Regions from separate parts of the Hordeum vulgare genome. Here region 2 is linked to region 1. Evidence: chromatin contacts called from public Hi-C data. All regions are on one chromosome and are shown on one strand. The core of a region is the stretch at or near the end of the contact, and the rest is flanking DNA. Distances in the headings are between cores, read along the strand shown. Region 1 holds the start of LOC123444541 (NADH dehydrogenase [ubiquinone] 1 alpha subcomplex subunit 1). Region 2 holds the start of LOC123444582 (B3 domain-containing protein Os05g0481400).

Region 1 (5,558 bases), core at 2,130-4,629:
TTTCCCATTGATACATGGAAACTACACAGCAGTATTTCTGAGCTTCTGAAAGAGCTTCGTCAACATCCAAGAAAGATCAATTGTTGATCAATATCCTACAAAAACAGAAATTAGTCTTTCAGCGATTAATGGCAAAGCTCACAAGAATCTGCAGTGAGCACCATCCTAACAAAAGGAGGAAGAAAAATGCATCCTGATGCATAACAAAGTGGAACAAAGGCACTAACTTTCAATGCAAGTATTAGCTAAAGATAAGCTACTTCATAACTACTCCCTCAGTTCCTAAATATAAGTCTTTTTAGACATTCCACTAAGGACTACATACGGAGCCAAATGAGTGAATCTACACATATGTAGTCCGTAGTAGAATCTCTCCAAAGACTTATATTTAGGAACAGAGGAAATACGAGTCACACGCATCGCAGTTCCTTTTTTCGACAATAACTGAATTTTCATTACCCGGATTACAAAGCAAAAAAACAGAGCACAACACATAAATACCATGAAAACACACATCACAGATTCTTGCTTCTAGAATATCCAAGTGTAGAACATTCCCGTCGGACCTATTTTTGTTCCAGAACCATCAAAAAATGAATAAAATTCACCAATGCAATGGGAAAATACAAAGTGTTACTGAATAAGAACTTGACTTGTTCGGTTACTAGAGATTAGTTCCCCTAGTGGAACTAGAGATTAGTTCCCCTAGTGGAACTAATCCCTGCAGGGATTGGGTGTCAGCACCTGACCCCGTGGGGGTTGACTCCCTGCCACAAAGAGATCACAGCCTTTTTCTTCCATTCGGTTAAGCACCCGCCCCCGCTTCGATTGCGTCGATGAGAGACCTACGTACGAAACAGAGACGAAGCTGATTTTTTTCCACGGGTGGGCTGATTTTTTCCTCGCGGATTTCACGGATCTAGACCGGGATAAGATCCGCTCGAGGCTTAACCGAAAACATCAAAACGAAAAGACGGAGATTATTTCCTAGTGGGGCCGATCCGCGTGGATCCCTGTGGTTTGGGCCCAAAACCACGCAGGGAAGGGCGTAACCTAACATAGCCTTAATGGGCAGGTAGTACCTCAGAAGGACAACTTTCGGTATTTGGGGTTGATGTTGCAGAAGGATGGTGATATTCATGAAGATGTGATGCATCAAATCAAAGCTGGATGCATGAAGTGGCGCCAAGCTTCTGGCATTCTCTGTGAAAAGAGAGTTCCACAAAAGCTAAAAGGCAGGTTTTATAGGCTAGCGATTCGACCTGCGATGTTGTATGGTGCTGACTGTTGGCCAACTAAAAGGCAACATGTCCAACAGCTAAGTCTGGCAGAGATGCGCATGTTGAGATGGATGTGTGGCCACACAAGAAAGGACCGGGTCCGGAATGATGATATATGTGAGAGAGTTGTGGCGACGATTGAAGGGAAGCTTGTCCAACAGCGTCTAAGATGGTTTGGGCATGTTCAACGTAGGCCTCCAAAAGCACCAGTGCATAGCGGGCGGTTAGTGCACGCTAACAATGTCAAGAGAGGTCGAGGTAGACCAAACTTGACATGGGATGAGTCCGTAAAAAGAGACCCGAAGGACTGAAATATCACCAAAGATTTAGTCATGGAGAGGAGTGTGTGGAAGTTAGCTATACATGTGCCAGAACCATGACTTGATTTCGATTTCTTCTGGGTTTCAACTCTAGCCTACCCCAACTTGTTTGGGACTGAAATGCTTTGTTGTTGTTGTAGAGATGAAAGTGAAAAGGTACTGAAGATCATAGGACGTTATGGACAGGAACAACTGGATTCAGCAAATAGGAATATAATACGAAACTACAAGGAGAGAGGTTAACAAAAAATCTGAGTCACAACCCCACAGACATAAAAGGGAGACTTAATGTCAGTTAACAACAACCATTGAATTCAACCAAACAGAGTAATTTGGCAACACAAAACTTATGGTGAGCACTGAGCAGTGTAATTTCAATAGCAGTTGCTGGTAGGAATGCAACAGGAAATGGAAGGCAAAATTGTTTCAGATGAAGCTAATATTATGTTGTTAGCTTCCAATTACATTTTTAAGAATACTGCTCAAACAATGGCAATGTGAAGTGGTAACAGTTAAAACAAAGAATTATCATCAACACTATAGTTATTCATGAAGTGATCAGACACAGAGGAAGGATAATACTATTGAGGAAAACAAGAATGGACCGGGCAATCACAAGATGATGAAAGGAAGATAGGGAACAATGTAAAACGAAGATCATTTTGCAAGCCTGCTAGAGGTGTAAAAACAGTCATGGTTTCCATTCTAGGGCCAGCCTACAGGGATTCCCATGAGTCTGGAGAGAGGTCTACTTAGATAAACTGATGAATGTAGCTGCCTAGATCATCATTCTTTAAAAGATAGGAGAAAGAAAGCTTGAGTAGTAAGTTTTTTTTCTCACTGGAGTAGACGACCAGAGGAAACTCTGCCAACCCCAAAGCCCAAAGTATCATTTCTCCCACCTCAAAGACCCAGTCAGATGACATTTCTTTCATCAAGAAGGAGCTTGGTGTGCTCCCATTTCCTAAACTAGCCTTACATTCAAATAACGCAAGAACCCAAGCTGTACCATCATTTCGGTAAGGAAAATAGGGCTACCATACAGCACCAACCAAATCAGAATTCAGTACAAGTCTAGCATATTGCAATCCAATTCTGTCAGGCATAACAGTGGCACGGCAGCATCAGGAAGTCGCCAATGATCTGCAAAGCACTACCAATCAAACACGACAATACAGCTACAGAGAAAAGCGCGAATTCCCACGAGACACTCCCAATTTTTAACCCCCCACAAAAACACCTCGTATCCAACAATAAAACAGGAGGCTATTCTGACCTAACACCAGCCCAAACCCTAGAATTCCATCACAGAGCCAAGCCCCCAGAAACCCACGAGGGGCCGCCGGCAGAAGATGGGGAGGGCCAGGGATCAGATCCGCACCTAGTTGGCGGCCGGCTTGTCGACGAGCTTCTTGTCACGGCGCTCCATGGCGACGTCCCACATGTCGTTCCCGATGTGCTTCGGCTGCATCCAACAAACCACGCGCCCGCCTCAGCACGAGAGAGATTCGGATCGGGATTCGGGAGGGAGGGGGGAATGGGGAAAGGGAGGGGGTACCCTGCCGTGCGCGGCCTTGTGGATGTAGTACTGGCCGTTGCCCATGATGCAGAGGAAGCCGCCGATGATGCCCAGCGGCAGCATGGCCTCCAGCCAGTGCAACCGGAACCGAGCCATCGGGAGCCGGACGGGGAGACGGCGGACGGATCGGGGACGGCGACGAGGAGCAGATTCGCGAGCTATCCGGCGGTTGGGGAAACTGGGGTCGCGAGGCCGAACGGGCGGCTCTGGAGTCTGGACTTGGTCTGAGTGGAGGAACGTTGGGCCAGTTGCATGGGCCGGGCTTTCCGGCTTCGACGGTCTTCGGATTGGATCCATGACCGAGTTTTTTCTTTTCTTTTTTACCAGAATGGGTCAGGATATCTTCTGATGAAAATTGGGTTTGGGTTAGTGGCGTCATAGAACAAAACAAGATCTGAAGAGCCGGAGTTCGAGTGATTAGTCAAAATCTGATCGGAGCTACCACGCACGCGTGGGGGTTTCGTGAACGGCGCTACATCCGGCATCGTCGGGATCTTTGGTCCCCTTACATCCTACGGGAGCATGGTTAATAATACAGCCAACAATCGGTTATAAAAAGTTGTCATGTCATATAAAATCAACCTAATAGCCGACATATACAATAGTAAGTTTTAGATGTGTACTACTTTATTAGTAGTTGACTCACCTTACAATCTCATAAAGTGTCTTGGGTCTCGTGTTGCAGACGGCTACTCATCAAGAGCCCGCTTATCTTCTCTCTCATCCAACTAAGCAAAAATAAAATATTCTAATCCTTATAGCTTGCTTATGTCACCTTATTGTACTTGCTCTTAACGATGTAAAGTGAGGGAACCTCGCATCTTTAAAGTTGTTAGGCTGGTTGTAACAGAAGTATTATATACTAGTATCTGATACTAATGAATGATACTACGTGTGTAATGCATACTCTCTCCGTCTCGGTTTACAAGTCATCTTAACAAAACCAAATAATTCCAAAACACTAGGCACGATGCATTAACTTTAATCTCGTTTCTTGTTTTTTGACTTGAATAAAGAAATCAACCAATAAGAGACGTGTGGCGTGTATGTTTTTAATGGCTTGAGACTAACTAGCACGACATGCATTGGTCAATTCATTGCATGTAATGGTATTAATTAGCAAGTTAACATTAATTTCTCTTGTTTTTCTTTCCGTCTTGGTTGCGGTGCACAACCTAAGATGACTTAGGCCTCTTCCAATGCATTGGTGCTTAGATGAGGTGCTAAGTATATTAAAAACCTTAACAACTAGTCTCCCCAATGCATAGGTGCTTAGCTTTTATTGGTAAGCTTTTTTCATGGAATTCTTTAATAATTAAACTTCTTCATGCATTGGTTGGTACTACCTCCATCCCGGTGTATAAATCATTCGCGTAGTTATAAGTTGACAATTTAACTATCTAAATATGTATCATATGTGACAAAAAATATATTTTTAAAAACTACATCCATGTAGAAATCTAGTGATATACTTTTTATGACATATAACATATATTTAATTTCTCAAATCGGTGACCTAGAACTACGCGAATGACTTATACACCGAGACGGAGGAAGTAGTGTTTTTACATAGGTTCACGCGTTTAGCATCGTTTTTTCCTGGGGTCACCATAATGCTCTCTCTCCTCTTTAATTGATTTGCCACATCATTGTTTTGTCTATGTGGCACGCTTAGCACCGATGCACTGGGAAGGGCCTTATAAACCGAGACGGAGTAGTATCATAGAATAGGTTATTTATTGCCATGCATGAGTAGTAGCACAATATTTAATATGATACGGTATCATAATATGATATTCAACCCTCTTTTTTTTATTTAATTCTATGTCACCCCATCAAAATCGATTAGTTCGCATGCATGATACTACCTATGATACTCTCATTACGACCAGCCTTATGTTTTTGTCAAACATCTAGTGATTTTCGTATTTTGTGAGAATAAAAGTACTCTTCATGTAATGAGGTTTAAGAGTTTTTTGTCCTCGTAGGTTCGATTATTCGGATCTGATGAATTTATGTTGGTTTTTTTTGTGGAGGTGAAATCTTTCATATTGTGACGATATCGTGATTCGATGGTCCGCACTTCTAGGCGATCTTCTCTAGCCCAAGTACTTTCATTGGTCAAGGCTTTTCATCTTTTTGAATGGGCAACTGAATGTCTTTTTAAAAATCACTATTGGTAATGTTTGTGCAGATGAAAGAGGGACGACATCGTTGTGCTAGTCTATTTACAGCCTCTTTACTAAAGTTTTTGGAGTATTTATTTTAACAGAGATTGATACCATGAAGAAGGTTTTCCAAAAGATTTCATTGTAATTCTTAGTTTTAAGTGTGACTTTGTAGTTTTTTTGGATCTGGATCTGGGATCCAACAGTATAG
Region 2 (5,600 bases), core at 2,497-4,996, 500 kb after region 1:
TTCTACTTCAAATGGACAACCAGAAAATATTCTCGTGCAGTAGAAGGAGAATACACTCTTCTACATTGATGATATGCTTGTGGAATGACATTCCCAAGATATTTTGGAGATCTTACGTAGTCTCCTAGTTATCCCAATATATCATTAGCATATAATTGTACTACTACAGGTGGTATAATTTGCAACATCTTGTCCACGAGACATGATAGTTGTGACAAATTGAGTGTATGAATCAGTTCATACTCAATATTGTTGCGTACACAATGATTTTTCCTCCTTTATCAGTTTGGTATGAGGACGATTAGAAAAATTATTGATAATTCAATTGGCCACAACAAAGTTGCAATATTCCCGACAATCGTAAGATTTTATGTGCACTGCATGTGCCATAGTGGAGTTAGTTTTAAGGCACTCTCACCTTAAAATTTGAATGGGCCACTCGGTATTCTTGAACGGATTCAAGAATGATGCAAAATATTCAACCATTGGTTGGGTTATTTTGGTACTTCATGGTATTCATAGACACATCTAGAAGATGGTCTTAGGTGTGTATCATCCACACAAAACCATGTGTTTACTGAATTAAGTGCTTAAATTGACGAATTTGGAGCAAATGATTATATGCATGTGATAATTCCATTGGAATGGAAATGTCATTGAATTTGATTCATGAGAAATCCATGGTCATATTCAGTACATCGTGTACCTACTCAGAATGGTGTGGCTAGCTAGATCTCTTGTCAAAGAGAGTCAAGTTGCATGGGCATTGCTACAGAATTGTGATGATCCAACATTTTGTTGTTGGTAACATGGGTCTCACATGCCACATATTTGGTCTATATGAGATCAAATGCATTTAATACAGTATCCCCTTACGGTCTGTACGTGGAAATCAATGAAGTATTTCCCATCTGTGATAATTCGGTTGGACACCGATATCACCACCCCAGCGTACATTACGGCCTTCACATATATTTGGGATCTATGTGAGGAATAACTATGGTATGATTGTTAATTCGTCAAATACCTTAACCCTGGCGAGGGAGTTATTTGTAGCTCGTACGCTGACTGCTTTTGCAATAAGGACATTTTCTGGCATTAGGGGGAGAAATGTACCACATAGAATGCCAAGAAATGCAAAAGAAATGTCATAGACATTTTGTCCACGTACTTCAGAATTTGAACTAAAGATTCAGATTATGAGAATTTGCAACATATTTTAAATAAACTGCCATATACATTTACTGATGACAAAGGTGTCACTGAATTTTCGTACCAGAACGAGTGGAGGTACCTAATAACCATTCGTATCCCCAAATGAGAGCAAGAGGGGGAGAATTCTGGTCACATGGGATTAAGTTCTCATATGTTTCCGCGAAAATAGAGGAAACAGTCTCCTCGGTCAGTAAATGTGATTCAACCTCGCGTTGAATGACACCTATGGATGCGCGTCATCCATATCCCAACACCGATGTGCACACATTTTTTATGGTGTTGGGACATCGAAACATCTTGACTCCGTTGTTGTGGGAAATCACAAGGAGTTAAGAGGCATAATGAGAATTCCACTAATGATATTGATTCATGAGAATCGTATATTGAAGTCTACATATGTCGACATAAATTTCTTCTTGAGAATTGCAGAAATCCTTTTGGGCCCTGAACCAAAATCCATGGAAAGTGTTGTTGACACTTATATTGGTTCAAATGAAAGGAAGTAATTAAGAAAAGTAGCACTCGCTCATCAAAAGAGAGGTGTTTACCATAGTAAAACCTGCTCCTCATAAGTATCTTCCGTAGTGAAGAGAAGTGATTTTTCGTTCAGAAACGAAATAGATGAGGTGGTGAGAAAGCGAAACTTGTAGCACATGGGTTTCCGCAGAGACCCGACATCAGTTATGATGTAGCATACCTTCTAGGTATGAGTGCAATTATGTTTCGATACTGAATTGGCAGTACAAATCCATACCGTTGATGTATGTAATGACTACATACTCACATGGATAATTCAGTTCGGATATATATATTGAAGTCGTTTAAATGGCTTAATATTCCGAATCCAATGATAAATCACAACATGTGTGTGAAGCTTCAGAAGTCATTCTTTGACTCTAAATTTGGTCGAAGAGTCGTGTGGTACAACCGACTAAGTGAGTTACTCCTTGACAAGGATTACTCTAATTCGGATGATTGTTGATGTGTATTCATGAAGATATCATGAATTGGATTTACATCTTATTATTGATGTGGATGATCTTACCATCAATGTCTATACAAGACATATTAAATACACACAATCATTTTGACACGGATATTTGGGTCAAGCCAAATGATGCTAAGTTTATAGCTTTAGCAAAATCCCCCGGGAATAAATGTATGTCAGTCTTTATATATCTGGAAATATTGAAAACGTTCAATATTGATATATCTTATCAAAGACACATATGGTCATATTATACCTGACACGGGACACAAGTCCATGTGAGATGGTGAAGTGATAATGGACATGAAGTTCCACATCTGAGTACCATCGGAGCACTCATGTATATTGCAAAGTAAGTCAGTCCTGACACTATTTTTTTGGCAATTTATTGAGAGTGCAATCCCCAATAAAAGGTATAATGGTTGGTGTAAGAAATATCTTCGGATATGTCCAAGACACAAACAGTCTTGATTAATTCCATTGAGATAATTAAGATGGGACCATGGTGTGATATCCTGATAGTGGCTGATAATCCGATCCCAACAATGCCATATCAAAAACTGGATTTAATGGAAGAGTATTCTGAGTGAAGCCTTCAGAATAGACTCTAAATGAGTCCTTCCTATAATCATTCGGCAATAACTATGTTTGAAGCATGACAAGATATACATGAGATTCATTGGAATCAAAGATCATTATCTACCAAGATAATATCACTTGTATTGCTTATGGGTTATATTTATCCTCGTGGATTACAGAAATGTAAGAGAATAATCTGCAAACAAATTATTGTGAGATTCACAATGTCTCTACCAACGTTTATATTCCAGAATCGCATTCGTGGAATTGGTATGAGACAACATTGATGTTTGCAAAATTCAGGGGAAGTAAAATCCCATGTTATAACCTGTTGGTGATCTTCGGATCATTCATATTGTACTCTTTTTCCCTTTATGAGTTTTCCAAGATGGTTTCTCATATAAGGTTTTTAACGAGATAATATAAATACAAGTGCGGATGTATGCCATATTGGTTTCTCCTTATATTTTTTCCACTGGGTTTTAAAGGAGTTTTCGATGGCATATTATTATAAGGTTTCTCCTCAATTTTTCCCACAAGATTTTTGAAGAAGTTTTCAGTTTTCAATATACAGATGATGAATTGATCAAGGGGGAGTGTTGAGAAATAAAACATGTGATCAATTGTATGGGAGGGATGCCTTCCAGGAGGTGTCTGTTGGGGAAAATGTGTCTTCTCAACACATCCCTTCATCTTGTATATAAGTGGGTCTCCCACATTGCAATAAAACTAGTGGATCATTTGGACTCTATGTCTCTTTGCATTCATTCTACAATCGATACACCGTGGTAGGAACACATGGGCCCACCCGACAGTCGCACGGCGATGGACACCAGCCGTCGCCGTCGCCGTTGCCGTAGGACGCATCGGTCGGATCGGATTCCGTTCCGTTCAAATTCAAAATTCCCTAGCCGGTGGCCGTGTGCGTCTCACAAAGGCCGGCCACTCCCTCTCTCTCCAAAAGGCCACGGAAAGACTTTGACCCTCCCCTTTGACCCGCGTCTCGCCCTCCGCGTAGGCACACACGAGAGAGGAAAAGGCGCGGCCGCCCATGGCGACGACGGAGGCGGGCAGCGCCGGCGCGGGCGCCGCCTACGAGGAGGAGCGCCGGAAGCGGATCCTCGACAACCTCAAGCACCTCGAGGTAGGCATTGGTACTCTCTCGCTCGGAAACGCCCAGCGAACCAGCACCAACCAATCCCCTTCCCTCCCCCCCTTTTCTTACGCGCAGTAGCAGATGCGCGAAAGATGAGGCATTTCGCGACGATGCTCGCTGCCGATTTGCCTCTGGATTCTTCGCCCTGGCCGGCTTGGGATTTTCTTTTAAAGAAAAAAAAACTAATTTCTTTGCCTCTTTCCCCCCTTTCCGCAGGATTTGGGAATATCCAAGATGGCCAAGAGTTTGATCCAGGCCACGAGACAGCCGGACAAGGTGCGCGCATCGCAGCAACTGTACTTTCAATCCGGGATCCAGTGTGTGTGTTAGGGGGTTTGAATCTGTGCGGTTGCCATCGGTTGATTCGATGTCCTTGTTTCTGCAGAGCGCTCGCGCCAGCCCAAAGCCCAGGAAGAAGTTCGATGCTAGCACTGAAGTCAGGCGCTCCTCCAGGGCCAGGACCACTGTCTCCTACAAGGATGATGTGAGTTCTCTTTAGGCTGTCCGCTTCGTGAGATTTGTTTACTTTCATTTCTGAAAATTGACAAAAATAATAATTGTACCCTACTTTGTTTGAAGGAGCGTATTATTGAATTCATGCTCCAACCAACTTATCTAAAAAATCAAACTGATGGAGAAAGAAAGACAATATGTTTCAACACTCCTCTTACGTCTAGGTTATTTTAGTCCTTAGACGTGGGATCGATGTACACCGCATAATCTTTTTGTTTTAATACTGTGTTGGTAGGGTCTTGAGCTCAAGACCTCTTTGCTTTGATACTAGTATATTAAATTCATGCTTCAACCAACTCATCCAAAAGTTCGAATTGATGAAGGAAGACGGGCAATATATTTCAACGCGTATATGCTTGTGAAAGTTGTTTCTGCCATTCTTGCAATCTGATGCATCGGTTGGGATGGGGTTTGTAATTGTATATCATCGGGGTCGCACTCCTTGGAAGCTCCGCTCTCGGGAGGGTCCAGAAAAAACGCATCTGACCCCATGTCGTCCCTAGGGCGGCTCGGGGGATCCATACCTGCTCCGCTGAGCGAAGCCCGCGCCGGAGGACAGCGGCGGCGGGGCTCTCCACGCGTGCGATTGCCTTAGCTTGTGGTGTGAGCCCGTGGTGGTGGGAGGCTCGTCCTCGGCGTCTTCGGCCGGCGTGGTGGCTGTCCGGCTTGGCGTCCTTGTCCTCTCGTGGGTGATGGTCTGCCGGCTGCTTGTGGCTGCCTCGACGCGATGGCGTCCCAAGGTGTCAGATCTGGCCACGGGGGGCTCGGCCCGATCTGGCCTGTCGTCTTCGGCCGACGGTGAGGTTGGTGGTCCTGGATGGTGATGGCGCTGTTGCCGCGTAGGAGGTGCTTGGGCCAGTTGGTTCGCAGGCCGGTGACGTTGGGGTTTCTCGTCTTCATCCGACAACGTGAGGGTGCGGAGGTACGGTGGCACCGAGCGAAAGCCAATGGCACGGCGTCTACGGATGTCGCTCTCCTCCCGGGGGCTGTCTTGGAGCTCTTTGGCCTCTTTCGCTCTCGGGTCACTTTCTTCGGGTGAAAGCCTAGGTCCTGCGGTGCAGGGATGGACGATGGCGTCGATTCACGCCGCTTCCCCTCCTGAGGGCGTCGTCTTGAAGATCATGATTTCCTGCGTCCTTTCCTGGTGCC

Evidence for each region. Hi-C and Micro-C count contacts between places; a contact is called where the count stands out from the background.
Region 2: a contact with region 1 is called in a Hi-C map of leaf, with 4 times the contacts expected there. The contact joins the promoter of LOC123444582 here to the promoter of LOC123444541 in region 1. A contact is called at or near these places in 4 of 6 Hi-C or Micro-C datasets (leaf and seedling) and 1 of 1 datasets of contacts at active chromatin or transcription factors (embryo).

What each region holds. Positions count from the first base shown.
Region 1 is chr1H:451,745,400-451,750,957 of MorexV3_pseudomolecules_assembly, forward strand. LOC123444541 (NADH dehydrogenase [ubiquinone] 1 alpha subcomplex subunit 1) reads right to left here and starts at 3,380. Exons shown (of 3, transcript XM_045121300.1): 1 at 3,159-3,380; 2 at 2,982-3,065; 3 at 1-95. The coding sequence starts at 3,275. The coding sequence ends at 2,982.
Region 2 is chr1H:452,246,826-452,252,425 of MorexV3_pseudomolecules_assembly, forward strand. It overlaps LOC123444582 (B3 domain-containing protein Os05g0481400), which reads left to right and starts at 3,747. Exons shown (of 7, transcript XM_045121362.1): 1 at 3,747-3,926; 2 at 4,155-4,214; 3 at 4,324-4,422. The coding sequence starts at 3,834.